2 separate regions of the Oryctolagus cuniculus genome follow, and region 1 is linked to region 2. Evidence: chromatin contacts called from public Micro-C data. All regions are on one chromosome and are shown on one strand. Each heading gives the region's core, a stretch centred on a gene start, on an enhancer-like site or on the middle of the called end of the contact. The rest is flanking DNA. Distances are from core to core; before and after follow the strand shown. Region 1 holds the start of UST (uronyl 2-sulfotransferase). Region 2 overlaps UST (uronyl 2-sulfotransferase).

Region 1 (4,507 bases), core at 542-3,041, 51 kb after region 2:
CTAATGCGCACCAACACCACTCACCTCCCCAAGCCAGTCAGTAATGATGGCTGTGGGCGGGGACAATCAGTCCTCTTCCTGACAGCAGTAGGTGACTGCGAAATGCCAAAATGTGGAACTTGCAGAAAAAAAAGAGATTTGAGTCCCTAATAAAAAGGCATATTATATCTCCAATGCTCTATGAAACCAGGTGCTAAGCATTAATACTTTGGAAAGCTACTCGGGCAGTATTTCCCTTTACTTTTCCCTAACTCATCTTGCAAAACCATGGCGTCCCACCATTTTTGCTGATATAAAAGTTGTAACTTCCAATCTGAGCTCCTCTACATGGGAAAAACTGTGCTTTCTCTGTGTTATTTCCAAACGCCCTCACACGTTTGTCACTTCGCAGGCGCGCGCGTGTGTGAGTGTGTGTGTGTGTGTGTGCGCGCGCGCGGGCTTGCTTTCCTGCCAAACGCTCTGTTCTCTAGACCCGTGGCTTCGGCGATGGCGAAGGCACACCTGGGGTCACAGCGGCGGCCTCCAGCCAGCCCATCCCGTTTCGGCGCTCGCTGTCCCGGTGCAGGTGCCGGATGCCGCTCGCGTTTGTCATCTACGAGGTTTGCAGCAGACTGGGGCTCTGCGCGGCTCTCCTGGCACCGCGTCTTCTGGCCACAAATCTGAGTGCTCTGCAAACTCGTCCCCGGGACCTGGCGTGCGCTCCCCGGGCCCAGGACGAGGGAGGCGCCATTCCTGCCTACTCGCTGAGCGACTCTGGTCTCCACCGCCGCGACCCCTCCCTTCCCTCTTCTTAAGACAGGAGGTCTCGCTCCCAAACCGCCACCAACCAACAACAAAAGTTCTCACTCGAGACGCACACAGCACGGCGCGCAGTCGGGTCACAGGCGGCGACCCTGCTGGCCTCGCTGATCCACACGCCCCCGGACGGCCCCAGTCCCAGGGGCTCAGCTCGCTCGGACACGCTCGCTGCGGAAGGCGAGGTGAGCAGGGGCTGTCAAGGGCCAGGCCAAGGAGCGGGACGGACCAGACCGAGGGCTACACCCACCCGCACACTGTGGAGCGCGGGACCCGACGCGATGGTGGTCCCCAACGCTGTCATGGAACGGACTGTCTCCCCCATGCTTGCTCCCGCATCGCCGGGCCTGAATACACACAACCACGCACGCATCCATCCTGCCCCAGTGCGGGGCGGGCGGGGGCAGGTGGACGGCGCCCCACCCGGGGTATCTGCCGGGTCCCCGCAACCCGCCGGCGCTGAAGGTGGCGGGTGTCACATCTGGGCAGCCTCAGAGCGGCGGCGGGCTGGGGGGCCGCTCGAGAGGTCCCCGGCGCGCCCCCTTACCCCGGGACACAACTTTGCGCGGCCGCCGCCCGCCGCGCGTCCTTACCCAAATACTGCCGCAGGTCGAGCAGGAATCGAGGGGGTCCCCCGCTGAGCTGGTAGAAGAGGGAGCCCAAGCAGAAGACCAGCAGCGTGGCCATGCAGAAGCCGTAGTCCCGGAGGGAGAAGCGCAGGAAAGGTAGCAGGGGGACCCGGCGCTTCCAGCTGCCCAGGCCCGGGGGGGCGCCCCCAAGAGGGGCCCCATGGGGCCAGGGATCCGCGCCGCCGCCGGGATGCTGCTGCTGCTGCGGCTGCGGCTGCTGCTTCTTCTTCATCGCCTGCTCCGCCGCCTCGCACAGCCGGCCCGGGCCAGGAAAAGGTCACCCATCCGCCGCCTGCAGAAGAGCCCGGCCGGCCGGCCGCGCATGGGGAGGGCCGCGCCGCGCCGCGGGCAGCCGGGTGGGGGTGGGGCGGGGCCGAAGTTGCCGGGCTCAGGAGACTTTCCTCGGCATGGTCCCCGCCGCCCGCCGCGGCCCGAGCGCCTGAGCTGCCCGGCCTCGGCTGCGGGCGCCGCCCGCGTCCGTCCCGCGCGCGCGCGCTCAGCGGCTCGGCGCCCCGTGCCCCGCCGCGCCTCGGGCTCGCTCGCGGCCGCCGGGGCTCGCCTTCAGCGCCAGCGTGGACCCCCGGCTTTGTGTGCGCGTGTGTGTGTGCGCGCGCGTCTGTGGGTCTCGGCGTGTTTTGTCCCGGCTCAGGCTCCTCTGAGGGACGGCAGGGAGGAACGGGAGGCGGACACCGTCCGCTCGCTCCACCTCCTGGACAGGGGTTTTCCTCCTCCGCCTCCTCCCCTTTCTCCCTCCGGCGCGGCGCCGCCGCCTCGACCCGCTCTCCCGCCCGCGCCGCGCGGTCCCCGGGGCGCGCTCGGTGTCACGTTACCGCGGCTGCGGGGGCCGGGGGCGGCGCGTCTCCGCCGCCGCGAGGAAGAAAGTTTCTGGGTGTGTTTTGTGTGTGCGTGCCTTCCCCCTTTCTCCAACCATCTGGCCTCGGTTCCTGCATCGCCAGCGACCTCTTGGGGCCCGCCGGCTTCCCTCTCCTAAAAACTGGACGGCAGGGAGGAGCGCCACGGAGCTCGCCGCTCTGTGCGCGCTCTGCGCTCCGAAACTTGTCCCTTGGACCTGCTTCCCAGAGGCCGCCGCGCCCTGCTGGCGTCTCGGTTCAAGACTTGGCTGTGTGACTTTGCAGAGAGCGCCGGTGGGGGGAGTTAGAAACTAAACGTGTCCCCCACCCCACCCCGTGGGGGGGGGGGGCGGCTCGGCGCCCCGGCCCCCTGGGAGAGAGAGGCCGAGAGGACCCTGTCTCCCTGCGCTCCCGCAGCTGCGCCCCGCCGCGCACGGAGAGGGCCCGCAGCGGTCGCCAAGGGGAAAGGGCAGGTCCCCTTCCGCACCTCCTTCCCCGGCCGCCTGGGTCGCCACTAGGAAGGCTCGGGGCGGGACGGAACCTGGGGCACCACAGCTGGTGCTTGGCCAGGCTCTCTGACGAACAGCTGGTTACCAATGTATCTGCAGAAGCTGTGCCACCTGGGGCGCCTGTGCCTTGCCCCAGGGTCCCAGAGCCAGGAGGAGTGGGGTTGGGAGCCGCGCTCAAATCTCTGACCCTCAAGCCCACGCAGCCGGGCCCTTTTCCTGGTCGTTGGCGTGGGGATGGCCCTTAGTGAGGGGCCATACTGAGACCCTAAACCTCGTTTGTGGAGCTTCTCTTCCCGGGCTCCCTTCTCATTCTCTGTGTTCCCGTAACACAAGATTAAAGGGAGAATCAGGAGCCGACAATTTCTGTGATTCCAAGCCTGCTCCGGAAAACCCTTACAGGGAGTAGGAAGAGATTACGATTTGAGAAAAGTACTCTGTGGTTTAATCTACAGATGAGTATCTCCCGTGCATGACTTGAAACCTGGGTGAAAGGACACCAAGTTCAAGAGCTGAAGCGAGTTACAGGTGAGCAGGTTACTTGAGATGTTACATTGTTCTGACCCACTTTCTAAGGGAAAAGGCTGCTGCGTGGGGGGCCCCTTGGTTCTGTTGCAAGAACTCCCAAATGGAGTGCTAATGGTGCGTCCCACATTTATCCCCTGAATCAGGGAGTATCTGGGTTAATATGCCTATTTCAGGAATGTGAATGCCAATCATCCGTCATTGCCCATTAGTTTCATGGGTAGCCCTGGATAGATGCCTGTTCCCATTTTCTGAGTCTATGCAGAGGGACCAGGAGACCCGAGGGGCAAAGCCCTGTTTCACGTGTCAGAGAGCACCTGGGACCCACAAGGACCAGGCCCTAAGGCCTGACCCAGTAATCTGAACACTGGCTGGATGCACAATACTGCACAAAACCCGCTGTCTCCCCAGGCCTGCTCTCACTGCCCACGCCTGGGATGGGGGAACCTTCCAATTCTTTCTCCTAAGGAGAGGAATCTGAGAAGCAGGGAGAAAGGAAGCAGCCATGTGACAAAGGAAGTAAATGTGGGGAGAAACGTTGAAGCAGAAACTGAAAAAGTTAAGAGGGGAGGACAAGGGGGCACCGTCCACCTTAAAAGAGTGGGTCAAGGACAGGAATTTTAGAGGGAAAAAAAGGGTCAGTGTTTAGAAGGCTGCGTGACTGGCCTGGCTGCCTAAAAACCCCAGAAGGAAAAGCCAAACCATCAAGACAGACAGCTGCACGTGGGAAAATGCCCTGTGCCTTACCCCAACAAAAGCTTGGACGTTTGGATAGAACTGTGTCCTCTGATGTCCCATAAATGTCCCTCCAAGTAATTGTTTAAATGCTTGTACTAATGAATGGTATCTTTATTTGAACCATGTAGTAGATCTACTAAGTATAGGACTTTATGAACAGCTTGTATTATTAGGTTTAAACTTTAATGAACCAGTACTTCATGCAACACCCAGAGCTCCACCCTCTAGGCTTCTCAATTGCTTCTCTTTCCAGTGACTTTTTAAAATATTGATTCTTTATTTATTTGATAGAGCAATATAGAGAAAGAGAGAGATTTTCTTTCCTTCTGCTGGTTCTCTCCCCAAATGTCCACTCCAGCCAGGGATGCCAGGAGCCCAAAATTCAATCCAGGTCTCCACTGTGGTGGCAGGAACTCAAGCACTGGAGCCATCATCTGCTGCTTTCCAGGGGCATCAGCAGGGA
Region 2 (4,652 bases), core at 881-3,380:
TAGAATGGTGTCAGGGTGTAGATCGCACCATAGATAAGACTGCATCATTTCACTAATGTTCCCTTTTGTTTTTTATAAAGCAGGAGTTGTATGGGATTATATTAGTCCCAAAAGTCCAGGAGGGGTAAAGGGACGATGATTTGTCTTTAGAGCTTCTTCCTGGTGGCATGGGGTGATGTCTCAATCCGCTGTCTCCTGGGTGGGGAGTAGAGGCTATTTTTACAATGTGAACTTGCTTTCTTCTAAAACTTTTAGTATAGGAAGTACCCGAGAAGTATTACACATATTTCCTTTTACAGAATGAAAACTAAAGCTTAGGGGTGGGCATTTGGCACAGAGGTTGTCACTGCTTGGACATCCACATCCCATCAGAGTGCCTGGCCCGTGCCCCGGCTCTACTTCCCATTCCAGCTTCTTGCTAATGCACAGTGCGGGAGGCAGCAGTGATGGCTCAACCACATGGGTCCCTGCCACCCACATGGGAGACCGGATGGAGTTCCTGGCTTCTGGCTTTGGCCTGGCCCACTCTGGCTGTTATGGGCACCTGGGAAGCAAACCAGTGGATGGCAGAGTTCTCCATCTGTCTCTGTTTCTCCACATTTCAAATACATGAAAATAACTAAGAAGTTAGAGAAAATAAAAAATTGAAGCTTAGAGAGGTAGAAGCACTCATGCAAACCCAAGAAACAATTAGCAGAGTTCGAGCCTTAACCCAAATCTTCCAACTTCAACTCCCATTCATGCCACCTGACAGATAGAACTCACTGGACAGTTTTTCAGCATAAGATATCTGGAAATGTTGGATGAAATATGATAAATCTCATCTTGTAAGCTTGGTTGAGCTCAGGGAGACAATAGGCTGTGCCCAAAGTCCAAGGAGAAAAAGGAAGCAGAGCCCTAAGCAAGTGCTGATCCCCAGGCAGCCCTTGGTGACAGGGGGACAAACACAGGACTTCGGTTTTTAAGGCCAAAGAAGCCTGAGGGTTTAATCATGGACCCAACAGTGGGGTGGAATGAGAGTCGAGTATCCCATGTATCTTATTTTATGCTACTATAACAAAATACCACAGACTGGGTAGTTTATAAACAACAGAAGTTTACTTGGCTCATCATCCTGACGGCTGGGTAGTCCAAGATCACGGGGTCACATCTGGTAAGGGCCCTCTTGCTGTGTCACAACATAGCGGAAACATCACATGGTGAGAACGTATGAGCAGGAGAGAGCGAAAGATTGAGCGTGCAGCCTAAGCCCTTTGATAATGGCGTGGATCCATTTATGAGCATGGAGCCCTCTGACCTGAACACCTCCCACTGGGCCCCTCACCTCCCAGTTCTGCTGCACTGAAGATTAAGTTTCCAACAAATGCTTTGGGAGGACACAAATAATAACATCATGTAAAACACAGACCTTCACAGACCTACTGCATCCTATATAAGGATGCTTGTCGCAGCATGGGCTCTAGGCAGAAAGAAAAGAGAAAGAAAAATATTAGTCTTGCAGAGAATTCATAATTGGGATATGACTTCCAGTTGGGTTTCAAAGTAAATTCTTCACGACCATCAGGTCTAAGACCCCTGGGCATGATCAACATGAGTAGTCTCAGAGCAAAGATATCCTGGAGCACTGGTCCAAAGCACACCCAAGTCCTTTCTGTAGAGAAACACCCTTAACCACAGCACCTCAGCAATCCACAGGTGAAGTCCATAGAAGATGAATCCACAAACCAAAACCACCAAATACCGAAGGCAGAAGACCCACCATGAACATATTAACAGACACAACGAACAGCCAAAGAGATCCTCACACTTTCAAAACCCAAGTGCTGCTTCTGGTGTGTACCCTCTAAGCGGTGAGGAGGCACCTCACTCCATGCACTCTATTCAGTTATTAAGCTAAAGATCTCTCCGGACTATTCACGGAAGTCTCCCCTTGGATTTGACTTTAGGGGGAAAATGAACATGACCTTCTAATTTCTAAAAAACGGAAGAAATTACCAAAATCTTTCTTAGATGACTTAATGATGGCATTAGCTGGAGGCAAACAAATGGAGTAGTTTCCCTCTTAAATTCCCGTAGGGTTTAGCACTCCTTGAGGATTCCTCTACAGCCACGTGGCACAGCCAGCTTTCCAAAAAATAAAGAAAAAAAATCTGATCTTCAAATGTTATGCAATCATTGGCTGTAATCAGAAAGAGGGTGGGTGAGGAGGCTGTACTGTTGGCCAACCCAAATAGCAACTAGACTAGAAAAACCCAATTCCTTTCTGTTTGGCAGTCTCTCTCATTGTGAATCACAGATACAAATAGCCCTTGAAGCAATCCAACGTGGCCTGTTGTAAACATACGTATCATCATTCCTCATAACCATTGACATGGGCCACAGACAGCAGCCCACGTCTCATACCATGAGACCAGGACACCTTCCAGCTCGCACGCAAAGCCAGATCCTTAAATGAATAAGGGGTAAGGGCTCTTCCCCTGCAGAAAATGGTCAGCCAACTGATTTGCAATGCTTTGCTTTCATTAAAGACAAATTAAGGGGGAAGCAGAACACTGAAGTGGAAATGTGGCATTGGGGACATAAGGGAACCTTCAGGGCTGATGGGACACTGGCCTTGTGCTAGGTGATTTGCATATGGTGTTCAGGACTCCTTGGGTAATCCCCACAGGGAGCCTCTGATGAGCAGGAACTGCCATGGGCACAGCCACAGGCCACTGAGAAGCAGCACCTCCTCCACCTCTTACTGATGCCCAAGCCCAGAATCTGCACCAGGCTCTGTCTAGGCTTGGCAGGGAAAGGAATCCCTCTCCAAGGTGTGGAAAGAGCTCATACTCACCTTAGGGTACTCAGTTTCTCTTTTTTTAAAGATTTATTTATTTGAAAGTCAGAGTTATACAGAGAGAGGTTCACTCTCCAATTGGCTGCAATGGCCAGAACTGTGCCAATCCAAAGCCAGGAGCTTCTTCCGGGTCTCCCACACAGGTGCAGGGGCCCAAGGACTTGGGCCATCTTCTACTGCTTTCCCAGGCCATAGCAGAGAGCTGGATTGGAAGTGAAGCTGCTGGGACTTGAACCGGTACCCATATGGGAAGCTGGCACTGCAGGTGGCAGCTTTATATGCTATGCCACAGCGCCGGCCCCAAGGATGTTCAGTTTTAAAGGCATGTGTTTTTCACACTGGAACCTAACAGATTTGAGAGCATTTATATTGGGGGGGGGGTGAGAGAGACAGACAGACAGAGACAGAGAGATACTGATACCTCCTTCCAATTCTACGTCCCATATAGGCCAAAGTGAGATGCAGAATATTTCACATTGAACACTACCACCACCAATCAAAAGGATGCCAGGTAAATTTTTGCAGAAGCGAGATGAAGCATTGAGTGCACACTCTGTGAGTGTCTAGGTGCTTCCTGACAAAACCAAGTACAAAAACATCAACTAGACTAAGAAGACAGTGAGATAGGAAACTGGGAAGCCAGCAAGGGAAGGAGGTGGAAGGGAAGCCATGGAGACAGGAGGGGAGGGAGGGGCTCAGGTAGAAAGAGGGAGATGCGAAAGAGGAGAGTGATGGAGGAAAGGAGACGGTGACGGAGTGAGGAGGACACAAAGTGCAGATAAAAGATGAGGCAACTGGAACAAACACCTGCTCGAATGCCTTCGGTAGGAATGGAGGCACCAGGAGGAATCCTCGTGAGAGTGGATGTTACAGCTCCCTGTTCCACCTGCTCTACCTGCTCCAGTCCTCAGCCTGCAGCTCTTCACAGACCGCTCTGGGCCACAGCTGTGCCACATGAGACACAGACATGAGGGAGAACACAGGACTGCCCAGGAACTGAGGGACCTTGTAAACAAGTAACTCAGTCCCAGGCAGAGCAGGAAGAAGCCCTAAGAGCAAGGTGAATGCAGAGCCCTGGGAAATGGGGAACAAGCAGTGGCTCCCAGCTGGAGTTGAGAAACAGTGAGGTGTGGATCACAGAAGACTTCACTTGACAGATGGGAAGGCAGCAGCCTTGGGGTCCCAAACAGGTCCCCCAACTCCTCCCAGAGAAGTCTCAGCATAAGACTATATATTGGGGCCAGCACTGTGGCATAACAGGTGAGGTCACCACTTGCAGTGCCAGCATCCCATATGGGCGCTAGTTCGAGTCCTGGCTGCTCCACTTCCAATCCAGCTCTCTGCTGTGGCCTGGGAAAGCAGTAGAGGATGGCCCAAGTCCTTGGGCCCCTGCACCCACATGGGAGACCCGGAAGAAGCTCCTGGCTCTGGATCAGCGCAGCTCCGGCCGTTGCGGCCAATGGGGAATGAACTAGCAGATGGAAGACCTCTCTCTCTCTCTCTCTCTCTCTCTCTCTGCCTCTCCTTCTCTCTGTGTATAATACTTCTTTTCAAATAAATAAATATTAAAAAAAGACTATATATTCCTGCCCTAGCTGCCCTCATTATCCAAATCCAACATCAGTTTAAAGTCTTCATGTAGATCCAGCTCCTCCTTCACTGCCTTTCGAGACCACTCAAGCCACAGCCATTTCCCTGTCTTCGCTCCGCACAGACAGGAGTGATGACTCCTGGGGAGCATTTCCTTGGCAGGGTTGGGCCCGTGGAGCACCTCTGCTTGAAACTCTCCCCTGCCCTGGCCCCCCAGCACCGC

What was found. Hi-C and Micro-C count contacts between places; a contact is called where the count stands out from the background.
Region 1: a contact with region 2 is called in a Micro-C map of ear pinna, with 1.7 times the contacts expected there. The contact joins the promoter of UST here to the enhancer-like site in region 2. A contact is called at or near these places in 2 of 6 Hi-C or Micro-C datasets (ear pinna and an unstated tissue).

Annotation. Positions count from the first base shown.
Region 1 is chr5:19,251,112-19,255,618 of mOryCun1.1, forward strand. UST (uronyl 2-sulfotransferase) reads right to left here and starts at 1,792. Exons shown (of 8, transcript XM_051836817.2): 1 at 1,389-1,792. The coding sequence starts at 1,656.
Region 2 is chr5:19,200,066-19,204,717 of mOryCun1.1, forward strand. All of the region lies in intron 1 of UST (uronyl 2-sulfotransferase), which reads right to left. Among named protein-coding and RNA genes, the nearest start is that of UST, 51 kb to the right of the region's middle. Within about 2 kb of position 2,131, at least 4 of the 8 cell types and tissues checked have an H3K27ac peak or open chromatin away from gene starts, as enhancers often do. A contact at or near this core is called in ear pinna, where this site is marked.